Linked DNA regions of Mus musculus: region 2 is linked to region 1. Evidence: chromatin contacts called from public Hi-C data. All regions are on one chromosome and are shown on one strand. Each heading gives the region's core, a stretch centred on a gene start, on an enhancer-like site or on the middle of the called end of the contact. The rest is flanking DNA. Distances are from core to core; before and after follow the strand shown.

Region 1 (6,799 bases), core at 2,920-5,419:
AGGTGTGTGTATATATACACACACATGTAGAGTGGGTAGATACATATACATTCTAACCATATCTGGTATTGTGCTGGTGATGTTTAACAACTGGTTCTCTAGGATCAAGTAGCCTCAACTATAGCATTCATCAATTTCCTTAGGGCAAACATTTCCATCATAACACAATGTCAAGTACTATCACAAAATCAACTGGTTTCAATTCCTGAAATGTAATCAACCTTTTCTTAAGAGTGTCTGCTCACAACTTCCAGAACTTCCCTGCTGAAATACCTAGGGAGAGTGCAACTTAACTGTATATAATTCACGAAAGAACCCTCTTTATCAAGTTGCTACTAAAAGTCAGATATTAGATATTAAGAACAAGAAGATGATTAATTATATATAGTGTCACACTTCTTTAGGATTTTACAAGTAGGAGGGAAACTATATAAGTAAATAACTGACTTTGAATATTAGTCATAGAGGTTGTAAAAATCCATAAGGGATGATGAAGTAACCAGAGAATGGATTGCTGCTACAAGTTGGGTTTGGTGTCAGTCAGGAGTAGAAGCACTTATTCCCAAAGTAATACCCAAAGGCATTAGAGATCTGCCTTCAGCTGGTCTCACAGTTAGGGTTAGATGAAAGCTGCACACAGACGCTAGGAAATGTATCACAATTACTCTTTTCTTTCTAAACACTTTTAAAGACAAGAATTTTAAGCAGCAAAATTTCAAATCAACAAATAGATGTCAATGATAACTACGTGAAATAGTAGCAATGTTGCTAGTGACCAAAGTCTACATTGTACTCCATAAATGGTGATAACTCATGTTCAGAGTAAGATTTCATGGTTAAGAGACCTAAAAATACTTGCTGTAGCTCTTCTTAGAAATTTTAATCAGCTCCTGTGCCTTGGGGGCATGTTTTAAAGCAGGCTATGCTATATCCAGTGCAATTCTAGAGACTTTTAGAGTTAGTTTTATAAAGGAAGCACATTTCTGGAAATCCAAAAAGCACAAATCGTTCACCAAGAGTTTTCAAAGGGTCCTTCCAGAAGTAGTAGACTCTCTGCAAAGGCACAGATAGTCAAAGTAGTAGTATCCTTGTCATAAAGACAACAGGAAAATAGACCCACCATTCTTGAAATCTATTTTATCATTACTATTATGTCACGAGCAGTGTAATACCTAATAGATCTTTCTCTAGAATGCTAGGATGCCATCCAATATAAGTAGATGCCACTAACCTGATGAGGTGATGCTTGAAATATGTACCCCAAATCTGTTCATTACCAGCATCAAGGTTGCACTTGTGGCCACTTATCTCCATGGGAGTAGCTACCAGATTGACCTCTTTGTTGTGTAGATATTTCTTCATAGATAAAGGATTCTAGCCTAGACTCCTGAGATAAGGAAATTTCCAAGTACAGAAAGTTACAAAGACTCATGTGTCTCTTCTTCCAGGGTAACCTTGGGCTTCTCCTTGAGAGAGAAAGCCTTTGACCAGTCTACTGATTGGCCTGCAATTGGACACCAAACTCCAGGGATGCAGCTCTCTGGATTCACCAGCCATCCTGAGGGCCAAGTGTTCTGTGATGAAGTTACCTTGAATCACCCATGCTCCTGTAAGCAACCACTCATCTGTACTCCTCTAGGAAACTACAATAAACTAACTGGTTCATTAACAGACTTGGGTGGGATTATTACTCTGGTCTATTGTTGGTACCCTATCTGGAGTTGAATACACAGTTAATGTCTCCCTCACACCTAGGAAAAGTCACATAACACAAACATGGACTGATAACCTACCACAAGTTTGGGAAGAGTGGATGCATGGCTCCTATGGTGGATGCTGACACATTCAACTAAGGCATATTCATATGAGAGTGGAGTATCCATGGGAACAATATGGAAATTGGTACTTTTCCTCATGGTGTAGCTATTTCCTATAGTGATGATTACATGCTCCTGCAATTGGTGATATGAAAGGCAACCAAGACCAAACGATCTGAGACTAGAGTGTACTTCAGAGGAATCCCAAGATGAGCATCTTACTGAATTATGGCATCCAGTGGCATACCTCACTGGGGAATGGTGCTGTCTACTATGCAGGTATGCAGATACTCCCCAATCTGCTGATGGATTATAGAATGTATTGAAATCTCTAGAAGCAGCCATGCAAGATATGATAATAAACAGGTTGTGGCTTCAGGGTGTGCCATGGTTGTGGTCAATAAGACTTGTAAATGAAGCTCAACTAGCTATCCAGAAAGAATGTAACAGGAATTTCAATGGGAAGAAAACATGCAGATGCTAGACTTTCTGTTGTGGCTACTTTATGATTTGGCAGGAAACTCGGGTAAAGGAGAAGATGAAATTGCAGTGTTGGCTTGCTGTTTCCTAGAGCTGGCAGGATATAAGAGAAAGAGTGCAGCTTAGGTCTTGCTAAGGGCCCTTTCTTAGGATCCCTTGGGACTCATGAGAAGATTGGATAGTGTGGAAACTGTGGCAATAATGTGAGAGAAATGAGGTTGACCATTTACAGAGAGGAAGGGGAAATCCATGATTCAGCATGCAGATAAAGCCCTTCCTAATGACCTGTACAGGAAGCTCTGGTAATCCAGAAATATCCTGCATCTGACCTGCCCAAACTGAGGAAGAATTTTAAACGGAACAGACGAGCCTCTCAGAACCTGGCTCCTACAGTGGTGGAGCATAGGGGTGGATATGATCAGTCTGAGTGCCATGAAAGCAGAGGAACTGAGTAATCTAACTGCCTATCTCTCATTGAGATGAAGGGATCATAGTCTGAAATGATAGAAGGTAAGTTAGAGAGCTCCTGACGGCATGACTCATGGGGACCATTGGGGTCACTTGCTCATCAGTAGCTGAGGTACTTTTGAAGGGTCTGGAAGACAAGAGAGAAAGAACAGACATTAACTGAAGAAAGTGGGCCTGAGAGACAGCATATGATACTCAGTTCACTGGGCACATAATGTGGCTTATGTTCACAGAAGATTTAAGGAAACGGTTGATCAAGGAGATGCCACAAGAAATGGGGCTTTGGCAGTTTTGCTGAACCCTGTGGTGGGATGTGATGTGTGTGAGACAGGAGAACCTTTGGTCAATCAACATGGGTTAGAAGGGCATGTAGACTGTGTTTGTGACATGCTGATGCAATCCAGAGGGAGCAAGAAACCAGACAAGGAGATCTGAGCCACTTGAAGGCAAATGTGACAATATTTATGCTGAGCTAAAGTTCCCAGAGAGAAAATTAGGAGAAAGCTGAATGTGATGCTAGCGAGCTTCTAAAAGGCTTTAAAGCCATGCCACAGATCACAGAAGACAAAAATGATAAAATAGTTCGAGAAAAAAAAAAAAAAAGACTGAGCTTGTCCTAGGAGCAGGCAGGCAGTGCCCTCAAGTAGGCTATTAACATTCTATGGGCACTAATTAACTATTAACGACTATGGGCACTAATTAAAAATAGAAGATGAATACACTAAAAACACCTTTTAAATGTGACCTATAATTAGGGTACAAGTAATCATAAGCCCAATTGCAAGGATGTCCCCTCTTGTTCTAAACTTAAAAGTAAATGAATATAGCTCCTGCCAGTCCAAAGAGAGTCAAGTGCTGCAGACACAAACCACTCCCTCACCAAAGGGAGGCTAATCACCAGAGGAAAAAAATATGAATTGTATTCCATAGCCATACTCACAGTTGCCTCTGATGTCATGGTGTGCTGAGAACTCTCAGTGCCTCTAAGTGTCGTCTCAGGCTCTGACAATGCTGGACATGTAGTGCTGATAAAAATGTGTGGTGCCAAATAAACCTTTTGTCAGAAAAAATGACCCTGTCAGCCTATACGCAATGGTTTGTGTGACTATGCCTTTGCTCACATAGTTTCAGTGTAATGAGATACATCCGACAGCTCTATTTGACTAGACTTCTTTTTCCTTGCTTATCAATCATCAAAATTAGACATGGCTAAAACTTGCAAAAAATACATTTAACAAGAAAAAAAATACACACACCTTTAGTAATTTTTTTGTTATACTATTTAGACACGTTTTGAAGAAAAGCATTATCTTTAAGCGACAAAAGACACTGTTCCTATAAGCCAGTATCTGAGAATAACCTTACTTAGCAGAGAATAATTTTTTGTTACAATATTTAGACACGTTTTGAAGAAAACCATTATCTCTAAGTGACAGAAGACACTGTTCCTATAAGCCAGTATCTGTGAATAACCTTACTTGGCAGATTAGTTTGAGAAATTAGACTGAGAAATTAGAAATGTGAAGTCAATGACTAGTTTTCTCTGGTTTGCATTTTGAATATTCCATTCTTTATGCAATAGCTATAATTGATTCATCCTTGGATCCCTTCTGCCCACTGCTGAATTTCAGAACACACAAACTCCCCACCTAGCTATGGGAGGATGTTTGCTTGGTGTTTGCAAAGGTGTGAGGAACACTTGTATGGGATCTTTAACACTATGTATGGGTCCAGATCCAGAAAGCTTCCTCTTGCATGCTATTCCAGTATTGCCCTGCTGCTGTGATAAAAACCCTGCTGAAAAGTGACTTGAGGAGGAAATATTGTTCTTGGCTTATGAAGGCAGGCCATAATTTATCACTGAGCAAAGTCAGAGCAGGAGCTTGGAGATATGAACCTTGGAGGAAGGGCTTGGGAGAGCAGTTTTGGGTTCCCTCAGATAACTTCCTTATATAGCCCAGGACCATCTACCCAGGAAATAGTACCACCCAGTGGGCTAGGCCTTCCTACATCAACAACTCCTTACAGACATGCCCACAGCTTAAACTGAAGAATACAACTAGTCAATCATGCCTTTTCATGTGATTCTAGGCTGTGTCAACTTGACACTTAATGACAACTAGGACACATTATCAGTTATCTGACTGACTTGTTCAATATTTTTATTGGGCATTAATGATAGGGCATATTCATTACAGCTACAGAAATTTTGTTTTATCTGGCCAATGTGGGTAGAAAATAGCTAAGGAGAAAGAAAGCCTCATAGTCTGAAGGTCTGTAATCTTTTGCACACATACTTCCTAGGGATGGAGTGAGAATTCAAAAGATAGTTTCTGATCCAAAGGCCAGGATTACAATGTTTTTAAATCTTTTACAAAATAGTTGTTGGTTTTTCATTCTTTGACAGTTTCATACATGCATATTCTGAATTTTAGTTTTCTCTACCTCTCATCACCATCTATTTCCCCCACCCCCACCTCCTGCCTTCTCCCACTGAGCCCCTTCTTCTTACCAAGTACCCTTTCTACTTTCAAATTTTTAATGCAGGTTGCTTGGCTGAGCATGGCTGGGAGTTTATATATTGGAACATGATCAGCTTATCTGTAGTCACACTATTGAAGAAAGTGACACTCTTTCCCTCAGGGACCATTAACTGTCAATAATCCTTCAGGGAAGGATGAGAACTCATGAGCCCTTTCCCCCTTTCTCAGTAAATATTGACAGGCTCAATCTTATGTGGTAATTGTGCAGGCAACAATAGTTTCAGGGAGTCATGAGTGCATCAGCCTAGGTATGTCTACAAGACATTTTCACTGTAGTCCTCCTCAACCTCTGTTTAGTACCATTTCCACCCCTGCTTCCTTGATGGTCCCTAAGCCTTGATGATCCTCAAGCCTTGATGGTCATGTTGGGGTAACATAGATATTCCTTTGGAGGCTCAGCATACCATAATCAGATATTCTGTTTATGCCAGCCAGTTGGGAATCTCTGTATTAATTTGTCTACTGCAAAAAGCTTCTCTAAAGAGGGCTGTGGGCTGCATTAATCTATGGGTACAAAGATACATCTTTAATGGCAGTGTGACATCTGTCCATATAGCATACTCTACATCCATGGCTCCTAGTCTTCCTAATGCTGTGACCCTTTAATATAGTCCCTCATGTTTTGGTGACCCCCAACCATAAAATAATTTTCGTTGCTGCTTTATAACTGGGATTTTGCTACTGTTATGAATTAGAATGTAAATATCTGATGTGGAGGATATGTGATATGACCCAAGGGGGTTCATGACAAACAAGTTGAGAACTACTGCCCTAGAGAATATAATTTGATGGCTGAAAAACAGATACTGAAGATTTAATATTCTATATTCACTTGGAACACCTATACCATGTAAGAAATCATTTCATTTTTATGATTCCTTTATTAAGAGCTTAAAAAGGAAAAATTAATTTCATTCCTAAGGATAATAGACTGTTTTATGGTAGCTTTGCATAGCAGAAGATAGAAGAGATTAAATTACCATTTCACAGTGAATTGTTTAACATATTTAATAACATGCTGATTTTTATATGGGAATCTTAACAGTCCCCCTCATCACTAGTTAGTGATGCCAGATAAAATACAGGTTGCTTAGTTAAATTTGAATTAGACACAGAAAATGAATATATTTTAGTATAATTATGTCCCATACAATATTTGATATTTTCTTTTCTAACTGAATAAGCTGTGTTTCTACATCTCAAGTTTAGCTGGGAATCTGTCATTTTATTCACTAAATTTGGCAACCTCATTAGTAAACTACACTTTTAAAATGTTTTTCAAATAGTTTTCAATTGCTACTAATACACTCTTTTTTATTCAGTCTTGTGGATTGGACTCAGGATCTTACAAGTGTTAGGTGAGCTCTCTACCCATGGGCTCAATGCCCATTCATTCATTTACCTACTAGTTCATCTAATATTTTCATTTTGAACTGTTTAGCATTGTGGTTTTTCAAAACAAAACAACACCCCCACACATAAACAAACAAA
Region 2 (6,799 bases), core at 1,436-3,935, 140 kb before region 1:
GATGGCCCTGCACTGTAATGAGAAATATCTGGATTTTTTTAAATGGGAAGATTGGACTTAAGGAGGTTACCTAGAATTCCTAAAGTCATATAGATGTAAAGTAACATTTGAACCAAGCTATAGAGCTCAGGGAATGGCCTCTCAGTCACGGTGTCTCTTCTGCACACCGAGGTAGACTGAGGTCACCCAGTCAGCTGCTACATGTGTCTCTCATCTCCTGCCATGCAGCAGGTGTGCCACATCATCATTGTAGTACCAAACCTGTTGCCTGGACAGGCTCCCGTTTTTTGCTTAAGTTTCTTGGTCTCACACACCTATATGACTCTTTACTAAGGAGACCTGGATGGCCTGGCTACACATAATACCTCTTGCCCTCCCCTAATCGAATGTAGCCTCTCCCTTCACTCTCAGGTTCCACCCTGTGAGGCAAATGCAGCAGCTGCTTCCACCTGACCCCAGATGCCAAGACTTCTCACCTTTTAACCAACTTTATGCTGGTCAGACTGCTTCTGATCTCTTCATGGGGTGGTGGCCGGCCATGCCTCACAGTCTGTGGTTTTGGGGTGACAGGACAAATCAACTCTAAGACTGCCACAGGATGGACAATAGAGTAAAGAGCCGCTGGACAAGAGAAGGACCTACTCTTCCATCTCTCCAAAGTGACATTCCTCAGGACCTATGCACCCAACACAGTCTCCCATCAAGAGTGACTGCGTTTTCTCGAGTCTGGAGTTGATCTTACTCTTGGCCAACCTTGATGCCTCAGGCCAATGACACTGTGCTTCTATTACTCCAGACACAGGGGAATCTCAGCCCCACAGTTTCTTTGAAAGCCTGGCAACTGTTTTGAGTTTGCCTTATCCTTAGCAGGCTCAGCTATGAATTGTGTATACAGCTTCCCTATCATAAGATCTCACCAGGGAGCAACTGGCCTGGGGAAGCTGAACTGGGAGGGACTGAGTCAGCAAAAGGCACGGTCAGAGCAGGCAGGCTGGAGGGGGCGGGAGGGGAAGGAGTGCACGCTGACATCAGCAGAAAGTATGATGAAAATGAGGCAATACATATTTAAATGGTGTGTTTGCCTTCAACATCGTGCAGGAAACAAGGAGCACCTAACTTCCTCCATCGGCCCACCTCAGACCTCTCAGTCTAGGGCAAGCAAGTGCCGGCAAGGGCAAATGTCACAGAGTGTTAGGGAATGAAAGCAGACTAATATTTACAATATGTCTGATACGAGACATGTATTTTCGTATTTGCTTTGAAAAGCAAACCTCCGCCATAGCTATTACTAACCCCTACATTACAGATAAGGAAAATTTTGCTCGGAGAAATGAAGCTTAAAGTCCTGCTCCTGGGAGGGGCAAAATGAGGTTCAGTCCTGGGTCTCACTGGAAGGCATAATGCTCTTTCCCTTGTCATATTAGAGGGTGTGAAGCTCTACCTACCGGAGGGTCTCTATGGCAGCCATTGTGAGAGACAGGCATTTCAGGGAGATAAAAACTGAGATGTTTGGATACTTCCAATTATCCTAAAAATACATTTGCTTAAGCAAATCTTCTCTGTTGGCAAATCATCTCTCCTGAGGGAATACAATCTCATAAGCTCGGTTTAAAACATTTTCTAATATATATGGCATAAATATTTCTCTTGTGGCCCATTTCATGCTGTCAAATTTAACAGTTGGCTCACCAGATCCGAAAAATGTACTGACCAATCAGCTCACCGGAGCTGGGAGACAGATGCTTTCCCACTGAGACCCCGGAGTCCCACTCTGCAGTAACTGACAGGTGTGGTTTAGGGACATAAAATCTGACACTGTGAAGTGTCATCTAGATTAGAGATCTCTCTGGTGAAGACCTTGCTGTTCCTGCTGCCAGGGATGTGATAAGTCTATTCAATGGCTGCCAAGGCGACAGAGCCACTTCTCCCAGGGTCACACCCTATCCAGAACATCTCCTATCCAGACACAGAATAAGGTTTGGTGTTGAGGTTTGGTCTGTTGCTATGTATTGTAATACTAACTGTGGGCTCCCCGGGGCCTGGTTGCCCCAGAGATGAGAGAGAGTCCACAGTTAGACCCAAGTGATGCTATGTACCCAAGTCATCTCTGATTGGTGAATAAAGATACCTGCAGCCAATAGCTGGGCAGAATAGAGATAGTCAGAGTCTTGGGTTCCTGGACTTGGGTTTGATTGGAGGAGACAATGAGGTGGGAGAGAGGAAGGTGAGAAGGAAGGATGGGTTAGGAGTCAAGAAAGCATGACCACGTGGGCTGGCCAGTTGGAGTTGAGAGCAGCTCAGATGAAACATACTAAGTAATAGTTTGGGGTTAAATTGGATAATCAAAGGTGGTAGCAGCTCCTGACTGGGACTAAGTATTTTCCACAACAGTTTGGTCCTTTAGGGGTGGGGCTGCATGGTTGAGGTGAGGCTGGCCATGAGTCCCTGCTCATTGCAGAATCACAGCTTCCAAAGGAGACAAACCAAATCCTCAGCCTGTTTCCCCTCTCACATCCTTCTACTCTCAGCCATCAGAAGTGCAATCCCGAGGCACTGATGCCCTGATCACCAAACGTTGCCTCTGCTTGGGCCTCTGCTTCTCTGGGAGCTCAATAACAACAGGCAGAAAGGAAGGCAAGATTAACCTGACTTGTGGTATCAAGCTCGGCCTGAGGCAGAACTGCATCCATCAGGGCCTAGTGGGCCTTGTGATAAGAAATGACCTGAGAGGCACCAGGATGGAGCTCAGGGGCAGAACACTTGCTTAGCATGAATGAGCCTCTGGGTGCTATCCCAATACCAATAGTAGTAATAATAATCAGAATCATAATAATTTTCCCAGAAAAGAAAATTATATGCAAGGAGCAGTAGAGTGTCCCTTCTGTCCCAGCTTAAGACGAGCCAGCTGCCTGACCAGCGTCCTTCAGTTCGGCCGGCTCTGTGTCTGCTACCCCAGCTGCTGAGGAGCTCGCAGGTGGCCTGTGGAGGACAGTGGTGAGTGCCATGGGACAGAGCTTTATGTAAGTGCTCCCTGGGGACCGGCCATGGTGACAGTGCAGCTCTGTCAGTTTTGTGCTTTTGAAGGAGCAAACCAAAAGCAGAGTTGGTGGGTGAAAGATCCATTTTCAACTTCATCTACGGGGGCTCAGCCTGTAATGGGTAGCCTCCTTCCTCCCCTGCTCCTTCAGGGTCTACCCTATTCTCCACCTTCTCATCAACCTCTCTGCCTCCCATTTACCTGTCAGAATGTTCAGAGGAGAGACTTGTCCAATCCTTTGAGTAGCAAAACCCCTTTCGGAGCTTGTGTGTTTTACCCCGAGGATAAACCTATGTCACACTTTCATTACAAAAATAGTCAGCAGTTAAGACAGCACACTGTGGCAGCGACAGATAACCACTCAGACAGAAACTGACAGATACCTTCCTGCACCATCTATTCATGGGCCAAGATCTACAGAGTATCCACCATGTGACAGACACTGGGAGCATGGTGTGACAGAAAGCAAGATCTACAGAGTATCCACCGTGTGACAGACACTGGGAGCATGGTGTGACAGAAAGCAAGATCTACAGAGTATCCACCATGTGACAGCCACTGGGAGCATGGAGTGACAGAAAGCAAGATCTACAGAGTATCCACCGTGTGACAGACACTGGGAGCATGGTGTGACAGAAAGCAGACCTAGGCCCTGACTTCCTGGAGGCTTTGCAAGTTTGGAGATGAGGGACATTAACCAAAGCATCACAGATTAAAACTTATAAGACTACTAAATATAAGGGGAGAATGAACAGTGGGCCTGAGACTGTGTGCTTGTGACACAAAAGAACTTGATTTTGTATTCCCCAAAGGTTTATCTGCTCCTAAGAACATCCCATACCAGGCCAAGATCCCCCGACTCTGTCTCCACACCATACCATAGATTTCAAAAGAACTTCTGAAAAAGTTGCTCTGGTTTTCATATGTCACCCATGTCAGCCAGAGTTTTGAGTTAGAAATTTAATTCCCAATACAACTGCATGGCTAGGTGGGGCCTTTAAGAGACCTTGGACCATGAGGGCTTGGCCTGAAGAATGGATTGGCTTTGTTCTCAGGAGTGGATTACTATAGAGCGTTGCACTGGTTGTTTTCTATATCTATGTTACAATAGCCTCCTAAGAGAAGAGGCTTCCACTGTGGCTGCTAAGAGGTTTCACCCCATCATGGAGTGGAAGGCATGGATGGGATGTAGCAGAGTGTGTGCACATGAAGATGCAGTTAAAAAGCAGTCTAGGATTGGACCATTTCCACACGCCAGGCCCTGCCTTCATAAAGTCTCCTCAGCCTTCAGGATAGACAGGAGTTAGGGACTATATACTCCAAAGGTGACCCTCTGAGGGACCGTTCTAGATTCAAACCCTAACAAGTGTGTTCCAGGAAGATGGATGAGTTGTGGTCCCTTATCCCTTCCTCCTGCTTCTACCTCTTGATGGCTTTCATGCTGACACTGTAGGAGGAGCTCACACTAGGTGGGTGCCTTGAGCTTTGGTTTCCAACCTTCAGAACGATGAGTTAAGTTTACCTCCATTTATGTTATCGTATATGGTTATCTGCTTATGTTCCATTGCCAAGGCCTGGAATGGACCAAGACAGAACTGGTTAAGGTAACAACAGTTCTCATAAAATAAGTGGCATTGCTGATCCTTAAAGTGAGGTGTCCCATGCTCTACAGAGTAGTAGAAAGGAGAAGAGATTTCATATTTTGCTTTCGGCTAATCCTTGAAATTTTTTACTTTTATATATGTGTTATAATGTATGGCATTGTTTGCATGGAATTTGTAAACAAATAGGATTGAAGTAGGTGCATGGGGCATTTTACTGAGTTTGTGTTTACTGCTATGGCTTGGGTATGGTCACATTGTGAGAGAAGGTTGCTCCCCAGGGTCACTTCCACAGAATGTGGATCCTGTGGAAAGTGGAACAGTGGATTCTAGGTTCTGGGGTGCTGCTCATGCAACCCCCTCAAGTTCTTTAGAAATGTCTGTTACGGGAAGAGGAAAGCCTGGTCAAATGAATGCCCACCACCCCTCTGCTCCTGTTTGAGATGTGACCATCTTTTCCTGAACGTTGTGCCACTGTGAAGTGATACCATCTGCTGCCCTCACCTCAGACCAACCCAGTGGGACTGCTTCTTTATTACAATTTACAAGTTATAAATTTTGTAAGTAAACTTCCTTCTTTATAACAAGTGTTCTCTTAACTAAGGGTTAAATGAAAGCCCCTTAGTGTCCAGGCAGCCTCAGGGTCCTCTCTGCAAGCTTGAGCTGCACTGGGGTCCTCTTATGCCAAGACTGGTCAAGATAGAGAGACAGGAATCACCGCAGCTTGTTTCTGTAGAATGTGAAGGATGGATAAAACCTACTACACCGTGAGTAGCCTGCCAAAGCGTCTCCAAGCCCTTATGGCGATTAATCACCCTGGGGCTCTCCCTCCCAGCGTGTCTAGAAAAGCTTTACAGGAGGAGATCGTCCCCCCAGCCTTCCTGTATCCTTCCCAAGAGTGCCCCACTGTTAACTGCACATATTTATCTCCTGACTTTGCCTGATCAAACTGTTCCTATTGCCAGAAGAGCTCTGGCCCTGGCCTCTGTGCAAGAATGTCACACGGTAAAAGCCTGGAAGGCTCAAAGATAGATAAACATGTAAGAATCAAAAGGGAAATATGGACAGTGAGAAAAGCAGACTTAATTAACTGATTCCCTTAAAGGGAAGAGCCCAATTAAAGGCATATAGTTAGCTGTGTCTGTAAGTCTTGTTTGCTTGTTTGTTTTTAACATTCTTACAAGTCTTAGTCACATAGTAGCTCTGTGACCTACTGGGAGGGGATCAGATTCCCTTTTTTTGAAACAATAGCACATTTTTTACTCAGCAGTATACAGAACCCCAAACCACTTCCCTTAAGCAACTGACAGTGTCACTTTTCAAACAGGAAGTGGAGACTTAGCAGAATTTTCACGGAGGAGCTTCCTTTGTCGGTTCACTGCAGTCATCTGATTTATGGGGGGTAGAAGTGATAAATTTAACAGTGCTGACAACTTTTGAAATGGGACTCGATCCACCCGACATCCCAGTTCAATGCACTACCCGCCCTTGCAGCTCAGCAGTGTAAATATATAACGTGCTAGAACACACATGAACATATTCATGATGAGATGTGTTAAAACTGTGAGTTTTCCCTATAATCCAACTCCTTCTCCATTTTTCCCATCCCCTTTCCTATGAACTCACAGGGGAATACCAAGTAGCTCCTCCCCTCCTTCCGACCCCCACCTGTCCTTCCTCTCCACCTGCCCCTGGGTTTCCACCCAAGTGCTGTCTCTGCTTTTGCTTTATTTCCTGCCTGCTGCAGCCAAACTAAGCCTTTGCCTTTGTTAACATCCCCCTTCTCTGCTGACTAGCGTGAACAGGCCAACCTGGTGTTCAGTGGCTCCCATAGTCGAATCTGCCCTCAGTTTTCTGGTCTTCCATACATCCAAAAAATAGAAGATGCTTCGTTTCCTGGGATATTTATTGCTTTTCTCACTTGTATACCATGCCCCTCCCTCTGACTGGGATGTCTTCCCACCCTCACCCCATCCTCTCCCACAGTTGCATCTAGAGTCCATCAGGATGCTTCCTTGTAAGCCTCCCTGACAGCCCTGCCACCACAGGACAGCAGCACTTCTGAGTGCCTGGGGGTCTATACAAACCTTTGGCACCTGCACTTTAGCATTACGGTGTTATTCTGGTACTATTTTCCTCCGGCTTACTAGTAAGTACCCTC

Evidence for each region. Hi-C and Micro-C count contacts between places; a contact is called where the count stands out from the background.
Region 2: a contact with region 1 is called in a Hi-C map of erythroid progenitors, with 3 times the contacts expected there. The contact joins two enhancer-like sites. A contact is called at or near these places in 15 of 484 Hi-C or Micro-C datasets (the AML12 cell line, the C2C12 cell line, LSK cells and 12 more) and 1 of 115 datasets of contacts at active chromatin or transcription factors (fibro-adipogenic progenitors).

Annotation. Positions count from the first base shown.
Region 1 is chr9:94,554,346-94,561,144 of GRCm38.p6, reverse strand. No RefSeq gene overlaps it. Among named protein-coding and RNA genes, the nearest start is that of Dipk2a, 20 kb to the right of the region's middle. Within about 2 kb of position 4,169, at least 9 of the 459 cell types and tissues checked have an H3K27ac peak or open chromatin away from gene starts, as enhancers often do. A contact at or near this core is called in erythroid progenitors, where this site is marked.
Region 2 is chr9:94,691,062-94,697,860 of GRCm38.p6, reverse strand. All of the region lies in intron 2 of Slc9a9 (solute carrier family 9 (sodium/hydrogen exchanger), member 9), which reads right to left. Among named protein-coding and RNA genes, the nearest start is that of Slc9a9, 25 kb to the right of the region's middle. Within about 2 kb of position 2,685, at least 58 of the 459 cell types and tissues checked have an H3K27ac peak or open chromatin away from gene starts, as enhancers often do. A contact at or near this core is called in erythroid progenitors, where this site is marked.